2 separate regions of the Triticum aestivum genome follow, and region 2 is linked to region 1. Evidence: chromatin contacts called from public Hi-C data. All regions are on one chromosome and are shown on one strand. Each heading gives the region's core, a stretch centred on a gene start, on an enhancer-like site or on the middle of the called end of the contact. The rest is flanking DNA. Distances are from core to core; before and after follow the strand shown. Region 1 holds the start of LOC123110998 (transcription factor MYB61). Region 2 holds the start of LOC123111024 (RNA-binding protein Y14A).

What was found. A called contact is a pair of places that touch in the nucleus more often than the background predicts.
Region 2: a contact with region 1 is called in a Hi-C map of an unstated tissue, with 9 times the contacts expected there. The contact joins the promoter of LOC123111024 here to the promoter of LOC123110998 in region 1. A contact is called at or near these places in 3 of 5 Hi-C or Micro-C datasets (leaf and an unstated tissue).

Annotation. Positions count from the first base shown.
Region 1 is chr1B:115,972,032-115,975,882 of IWGSC CS RefSeq v2.1, forward strand. It overlaps LOC123110998 (transcription factor MYB61), which reads left to right and starts at 1,334. Exons shown (of 3, transcript XM_044531653.1): 1 at 1,334-1,797; 2 at 1,936-2,065; 3 at 2,180-3,755. The coding sequence starts at 1,665. The coding sequence ends at 3,212. It overlaps LOC123111005 (a long non-coding RNA gene), which reads right to left. Exons shown (of 10, transcript XR_006454026.1): 5 at 1,001-1,067; 6 at 447-930.
Region 2 is chr1B:116,838,187-116,842,035 of IWGSC CS RefSeq v2.1, forward strand. It overlaps LOC123111024 (RNA-binding protein Y14A), which reads left to right and starts at 2,010. Exons shown (of 4, transcript XM_044531685.1): 1 at 2,010-2,401; 2 at 3,523-3,659. The coding sequence starts at 2,107.

The sequences.
Region 1 (3,851 bases), core at 84-2,583:
AACAGACAATGCAAGCCTCCAGAACGGATGAGATCCGCTGCATGGGGAATCAAAGGACAAGACGATCAGCTGGAAACCAGACTAAATAAAACGCCCAATCATCAATGCCTTTTGATTCGTCCCCGCCCCGCGTCTTGTTTAATGGGGACGAGTATCGGCCATCACATGGGCACACAAGGATGCCATTACGATCCTAATCATGGAACCATGGATTAAACTCTCTCCTTTGTATTGGACATGCAAGGATGGGAACAATAATACGCGCATTGACTGGCTCATTGGGGAATACTACTGTGCCGCGAATATTTGTCCCCCTCCTATGGACCTATTTTGTATCAGGAAATTAGAAAATAAAGTTTTCTTTTTCTTCTCTTGTCACAATGATCGGCGTATCATCCATTGACGAGGCTAGCGACAGTCAGCAGGCAAATCATTATGCTTGGTACCTGTGTCATTATAGAAAGCCCGGTTCTTCACTGATCGCGGACAGGTTCAGCGGCGGCAACGTGCTCTGTCCGGGATTGGAGAAGCAAAGATTTCTGATTGGAAATTGCTAGCTAGCAGCTTGCTGCTCCGGGTAAACAAAAGGGAGATGCCCTCTGTCCTGGAATACGAACATCTGGTGCCACCTCTTTCTCCCCAGGACCCCAACTGTGATGATTGATTGCCGATGGCTTTTCCCCCACATAGAAGTGATCCAGTGACTTACCTGAAAAGCAACGGAGATAGAGGACAATTCTTGGGTCTGACACATAAAATCTTCTTGCAGGTGGGGGAAAAACGAGGTGCACATGCACGAACGAACAGCAGCAGCAGCAGCAGCTAACAAAGATGAGTTTTAATTAGCAGCAGAAGAAAGGTGGACATGGCCGCCTCCCCCAACCGTGTGTGTGCTTTACCCTGCATGGAACACTCGTGACGTAGAAGTAGCTGCAGAAAAGAAGGCAACATAAATAAAAAGACAAGGCTTCTAGTAGCAGGAGGAGGAGGAGTGGTGTACACTGAATGCTGCCCTGGGGGGTCGTGGTCATTCGCCATGGGAGGAGCAGGAGCAAGCAGTCCCTTTCCTGATAATGCAGAGGCAGACGGACCCGTTTTACTTTCACTGGCTTGTGCTCAAAGAAACAGATGAATGTAGAGTTTCATAAACAAGGCCGCGACATTAAAATATCGGTGAAGGCGGCTACCCCACCGGTTTTGGCACCAGACATAGATTCTTAGGAGAGATGACGAGACGTACCCCCACGCGTAGCGGGAAGCAACCAAAGTGAAGAAGAAGAAGAAGGGTTAAACCCCCACCCCCTTCCCCTCTCGCAACCACCTCCACCACCACCACCTTTAAAAGAAGGTGCTAAAGGGGGGGTGTCCTGCAAAGAAAAGGAGAGGAGTGCCCCCTAACCTTTCCCTGCTTTCCACTGAAATCTCCTATCTGCAACCATACACACTGTTGCTCTTCTTGCTCAATTCTGCTCTCAGCAACCATTTCTCCATATATAAGTCACTATCCCCTCTGCATTTCCCACCCCTTCTTCAGCCATGGATTCCTGAAGAAGCTCCGTGCTACCAGAGGAGGCTTCTGCTGTGAGCAATTGCAAGCTGTGTGAGTTCCGCGAACCTCGTCGGGTCTGCGAATTTCAAGCTCGCAGGCTCTGCATTGCACTGAAATGGGGAGGCATTCGTGCTGCTACAAGCAGAAGCTGAGGAAGGGGCTCTGGTCCCCTGAGGAGGATGAGAAGCTCATGAACCACATAACCAAGCATGGCCATGGCTGCTGGAGCTCTGTCCCTAAACTTGCAGGTGAGCAAAAACTAATATTCTGCATTTCACTCTTGTCAGTTACAAACTTCCATTCTTTCCCCCCTTCTTCTCCTCCTAAGAAGGCTTCCCTCTCTTAGTCAGGCCAATTATCTTAATTTGCCTCGTAAATTGCTGCAGGGCTCCAAAGGTGTGGCAAGAGCTGCAGGCTGAGGTGGATAAACTACCTGAGGCCAGACCTTAAGAGAGGTGCCTTCGCTCAGGACGAGGAAGACCTCATCGTTGAACTCCATGCTGTGCTTGGGAACAGGTGAATTTTAAGCCTAGAGTTGCACTCTGAGGACCCAAACAGAATTCAGCATTAGTAACTGCAGAGCAAACCTTGATAATTCAACTAATACGCCTCTTTTTTTTCCATGAGAAGGTGGTCTCAAATTGCAGCACAGATGCCTGGGAGGACTGACAATGAGATTAAGAACCTCTGGAACTCGTCCCTCAAGAAGAAGCTGCGGCAGAAGGGCATTGACCCCAACACCCACAAGCCCCTCACCGAGGCTGATCGCAGTGGAGCAGCTCCCACCATCAGCACCGAGAGGACCTCTGGTTCCAGTGACGTCAACCCGTCAAGCGCTGGTGCTCAAGGGAACTTCGGTCACCTCCTCAGCGAGACAGCCCAATCGTCAATGCTGCTGCCGGTGTATGACAAGAAGCACCCTGAAACTCCAAGCTTGGCACGACCTAAGGTGCCAGCAAAGGAGTTGTTCCTGGACCAGCTTACTGCTGGTCACGAGAGCCCATCAAGCTGCCGTTCATCAGGTCCAACGCTGTATTTTCCTTTCCAGCAGCAATTAGGCTACAGCAATGAGTGTGGCAGTGGAGATGGTGCAAATATGAACATGAACTCACTCTGGTTTAACCAGAATGATTTCAACTGCAGCACAATCTCCACTGTGATGCCAACAGTTTCACCATCAGCCCTCTCGACACCGATGGGACTGAACCTCCCACCAGACAATCACCGCCATGGGGGCACTGGCATAGGCAGTGCCCCTTTCTACTGGGGTGGTGTTAATCCTAGCAGCAGCGGTAGTACCGGGAGCAGCGGAAGCAACAGCATGGGGTTCGAGCCACAGAGCACGAACTCAATTCTGGAGAACAGTGTATTCCCATGGACAGATATCGGAGTTGGGCAAGAAAAAGATACCAGAGTTCAGTTAGTGGAGGAACTCAAGTGGCCTGACTTGCTTCATGGAACCTTTGCAGAGGCAACCACAGCGATGCAGAACCAGAGCCAATCACTATACGATGATGTGATCAAAGCAGAGAGCCAGTTCAACATGGAAGGGATATGTGCTTCTTGGTTCCAGAATCAGCAGCCACAGCAACAGCTGCAAGCAGCATCAGACATGTATGATAAAGACTTGCAAAGAATGCCCTTGTCTTTTGAGCATATCTAGGTGCTATGTTCTGCCATACATGGAACAGAGAAGATCAGCAGAAGTTCAGACTTGTCTCACAATTTCGTGAGCAGGCTATGCTGAGGTGCTTGCATAGATACATATGCGGGTTGATACAGGAATCAACCCTCCACAACCTTCCTCGGCTAAAGATCATGCAGTGCCACGGAAAAGACAGCTCTGTCATCAGGAGTGGCGTCAAATTGCACAGAAAAGTACATTCTGGAGTCTCCCTTTCTTTCTCTTGAAAATTGTTGTTTTCTTCTGTACACGACAGCTCAACTTTTGGATACTTGAGTTTTTGTTCACTCTCTGTTTATCAAATAAATAGACAGGAATGGGAAAAACTGCATGTGTCGGTAGCTATCACTGACCATACAAGTAGTCCCAGACTTTTCAACTGCTGCCATGCACGTAGATGGGAATTAATTATTGCAAGTTGTATTTTTATATCTTTTGAGAAGTTGCCGACAAACTGCAGTTGTATATTTGTAAAGGCAGAAAATTGGAATATTGACCCATGAGCATTTTTCTCTGGCTTTCCCTTTCCTGTTTCTGTCTTAATCTTTTCCCTGTGGAGAATCCGAAGCTACTTGATCGCTTTCTACTTCAATACTAGCATGGAAAAGGATTGGTTGA
Region 2 (3,849 bases), core at 760-3,259, 870 kb after region 1:
GACCTTTGTCGCATTTGGGGTTCTTCTTTTATTTAGGCTTCGTAGTCGGGCCCTGATTGTATTTGGTTGTTGTAATGCTTTATTCATGTATTTGTGTGAAGTGGCGATTGTAAGCCATCTATGTATCTCTTTTCCTTATGTATTACATGGGTTGTGTGAAGATTACCTCACTTGCGACATTGCTTTCAATGCGGTTATGCATCTAAGTCGTGCTTCGACACGTGGGAGATATAGCCGCATCGAGGGCGTTACACTCTCTCTCGATGGCGCTGGAATGCCGCCGGGGCAATCATCATGAGGGCGATCTACACGAACAACTTCGCTGTCATCAACACCAACTCTCTCCCCCTCTATGTAGCAGTGTAACCTCTCTATTCCCACTGTAATTCTCTGCTTAAACATGGTGCTCAACACTATATATTATTATCCAATGATGTGTGGTTATCCTATGATGTTTGAGTAGATTTGTTTTGTCCTATGGTTTGATTGATGATCATGATTGGTTTGGTATATTTTATTTCGGTGCTGTCCTATGGTGCCCTCCGTGTCGTGCAAGCGTGAGGGATCCCCGTTGTAGGGTGTTGTGATACGTTCATGATTCACTTATGGTGGGTGGCTAGAGTGACAAAAGCTTACACCCGAGTAAGGGGGTTATTGCGTATGAGATAAAGAGGACTTGATACTTAATGCTATGGTTGGGTTTTACCTTAATGATCTTTGGTAGTTGCATATGCTGGCTAGAGTTCCAATCATAAGTGCATATGATCCTAGTATGGAAAGTATGTTAGCTCATGCCTCTCCCTCATATAAAATAGCAATAATGATTACCGGTCTAGTTATCGATTGCCTAGGGACAAACCATTCTCTCGTGTTACAAAAAGCTATCTACTACTTTTATTATCTTGCAATTTATTCACAGTTTTATTCTCGGAAAGTACTTCTAGTTTTACTCTTGTTCTAGGTAAAGCAGACATTAAGTGTGTGTAGAGTTGTATCGGTGGTCGATAGAACTTGAGGGAATATTTGTTCTATCTTTAGCTCCTCGTTGGGTTCGACACTCTTACTTATCAAAAAGACTACAAACGATCCCCTATACCTGTAGGTTATCACCTTCTCGCATTGCACATTTTTTATCCAATGGTACAAGATCAAGTTCCCATGTTTTCGCTGAATGTCCGGTTTCCACTAGATTTGCACTCTTCCTTCAAAGGAAGGGTTGATCATGGAGGAGACAACCCAATGAGCCACGACTTTGTCCCCTCCTTCATTTGCTTTGCAAATCTAGCCCAATCTAGAGAAGAGGGAAGCACTACATGAGCCACGGGACAAAAGAGAATGGGGCGAAGTAGAAAATATGAAGGGTACAAAACTACATGAGCCACGTGACAAAAGAGAAAGGGGCAAAGTAGAAAATATGAAGGGTACAAAACTATCCTCATACTTGGGGACCTAGATCCAGTATGACGTCACTGGGGAACGCTCAGTCGAGTACGGACACGGTTGGCCGGACAATCGCCAGAGAGGAATCATCCGTACCGCTCGCTGGCTGTCGGCCCAACACGAAACACTCGAAGGAGGGCTGCTACTATTGGTGGGACAATCACTGGAGAGGAATCACCCACGCTGCTTGCAGGCTCGTCTCCTAACCCTAGATTCTCATGGTAAGGAAGAGAAAGGAAATCGAATCGTGGAAAGGTACGGGACGACTCAGCCTCAAGATGTTTCCGTATCGATGTAGAGAATTCTTGCGGGATTCAGTTTGCAATTTATACATCCTTCCTTCTCGCATTGCACATTTTTTATCCAATGATACAAGATCAAGTTTCCAGGTTTTCGCTGAATGTCCGGTTTCCACTAGATTTGCACTCTATGCGATTATCCCATGTTAAAGAAAACTTGGAGGGAATAGAGAGTTACTTTTGCTAGCAAATCCGTGTTCTTGTAGGGATTAGCATTGTTTCCAGTACTATATATGTCAAGGGTGTTTCTGAATAAAGAGAGAGAAGATAACCCGACGTGCAAACCCCGAAGGCCCAAACCCCAGTAGGTCTCGCCCCTCCCGATCCGAACCCAGACCCAAAACCAACACCGGCGGCGGCTGCAGCGATGGCGGCGGCGGCGATGAACACGGACGTGGAGGCAGTCGACTTCGACTCCGACGACGACGATCTCATGGACGAGGAGGGTGCCATCGAACCCTCGCCCGCCCCCGCTCCCCGCCTCCGATCTACCATCGCAGGGGGCGGCGGCGGCGACGACGATGCCCCGCGTAAGACCAAGGGGCGCGGCTTCCGCGAGGACCCTAACTCCTCGTCCGCGCACCGCGACTCGCGGTTAGCTGGCGCGGGCCGCTCTGGCTTCGACGCCCTCGCCTCCGATGGCGGCCCTGGACCCGTGCGCTGTACGTCTCCATCCCTGTCCCTCCCTCCCGTGTTTCCCGATAAGAAGATAGTCAGGTAGGGCGGCGTGGTCTGACGCTCGCGTAGGAGGTCTGGTAACCTAGTATGTTCTCTTCTTCATCGTGTTAGTTTTGCTGTTTGAGGAACGAGATCTGAATGTCAAGGCACTGCAAAGATGCCGTCTTGATAGGTTTTTTCCGATGCCCATGGGCCTTTTTCTTGAGCAATGTAGATGTGCAGATGGATGCTTTGGGCGATTTGGTCGGATTGTTTCCTTGGGTTTGGAAATTGCTGCTTGCTCATAGTTTACCAAGATTGTTTACCTACGATTTTAGTGTAGATCTCTGAATCGTTTCATCCTACATGTTAGTGATCAGCGTGGAGCATAAATACAATTCTTTTTGGATGTTCGCCAAAGGATTCGTTTTCTGCTTGAGACTTTGGGTTACTTTTAATTGCAGCCCGTGAGTTGGTTTGTTGGGATGATTAATTTTTGTTTGCGAAGAAGTTTTTTTTTATGAGCTTGACTGCTGAGGTTGTTCTTTGATTGAAGCTGTGGCTATCTTACTTCTTGTGATGTGAACGGGCATGACTTAGGGTGTTGCCTTCTGTATTATTTTTTCATTACATAATTAAATTGATAGTCACCTAAACCTTCAGTTCCTCCAATAAGCTGCTACGAATTGATAAGCTCTGAATGCAGGAAGGGAAACCTTAGAGCTTTCTTCCCTGATCTTCCCAAGCAGACCATATGATTCTCATTATTCTATTTCTCTGTCTTTCCAGCCAGCATTCCCGCTTATTCTGATTGGAGTGATGTGTGGTACCGGGGATAATGCAATTGATGGTGCTTGATTGACATACATCCACAAAACCTTTGAATATGTTTACTCTCAACTTCTGTTGAGTTCTATTAGCAAAATGTTGCATATGACATACTCCCGTTGCTATTTTCTGCTCATACCAAAGCTTGCTTTGTATAAAACATTGAATCAAAAAAATACTATTAGTAGCTAAATAAGTACAACTGCATTTCTGGACACAATCCTTTTCAATGTGTATTTCCTAGCAGGAATTGTCACTAATGGAGTTAATTTCTTGTATGCTTTTTCCTTGTGTACAGCCATTGAAGGGTGGATTGTACTGGTTACTGGAGTTCATGAAGAAGCTCAGGAGGAGGACCTCCATAATATTTTCGGGGATTATGGGCAGGTCAAGAACTTGCATTTGAATTTGGATCGCCGGACTGGATTTGTGAAGGTATGCTTCCTACCACCTTTAGTCCTTCAATTTTGTGGAGATGCCATTCGGTTTAGTTTTGTTTTCTAGTTTGCACTTGTGAAATCCTCGGGCAATTCCTTAATTATGAGTAAGACAGGCATCATAGTTTGTCATCCATAGAATAAGAACAGGGTTTGCTTGCATCCTTTCTTATCCCCTCCTTAATATT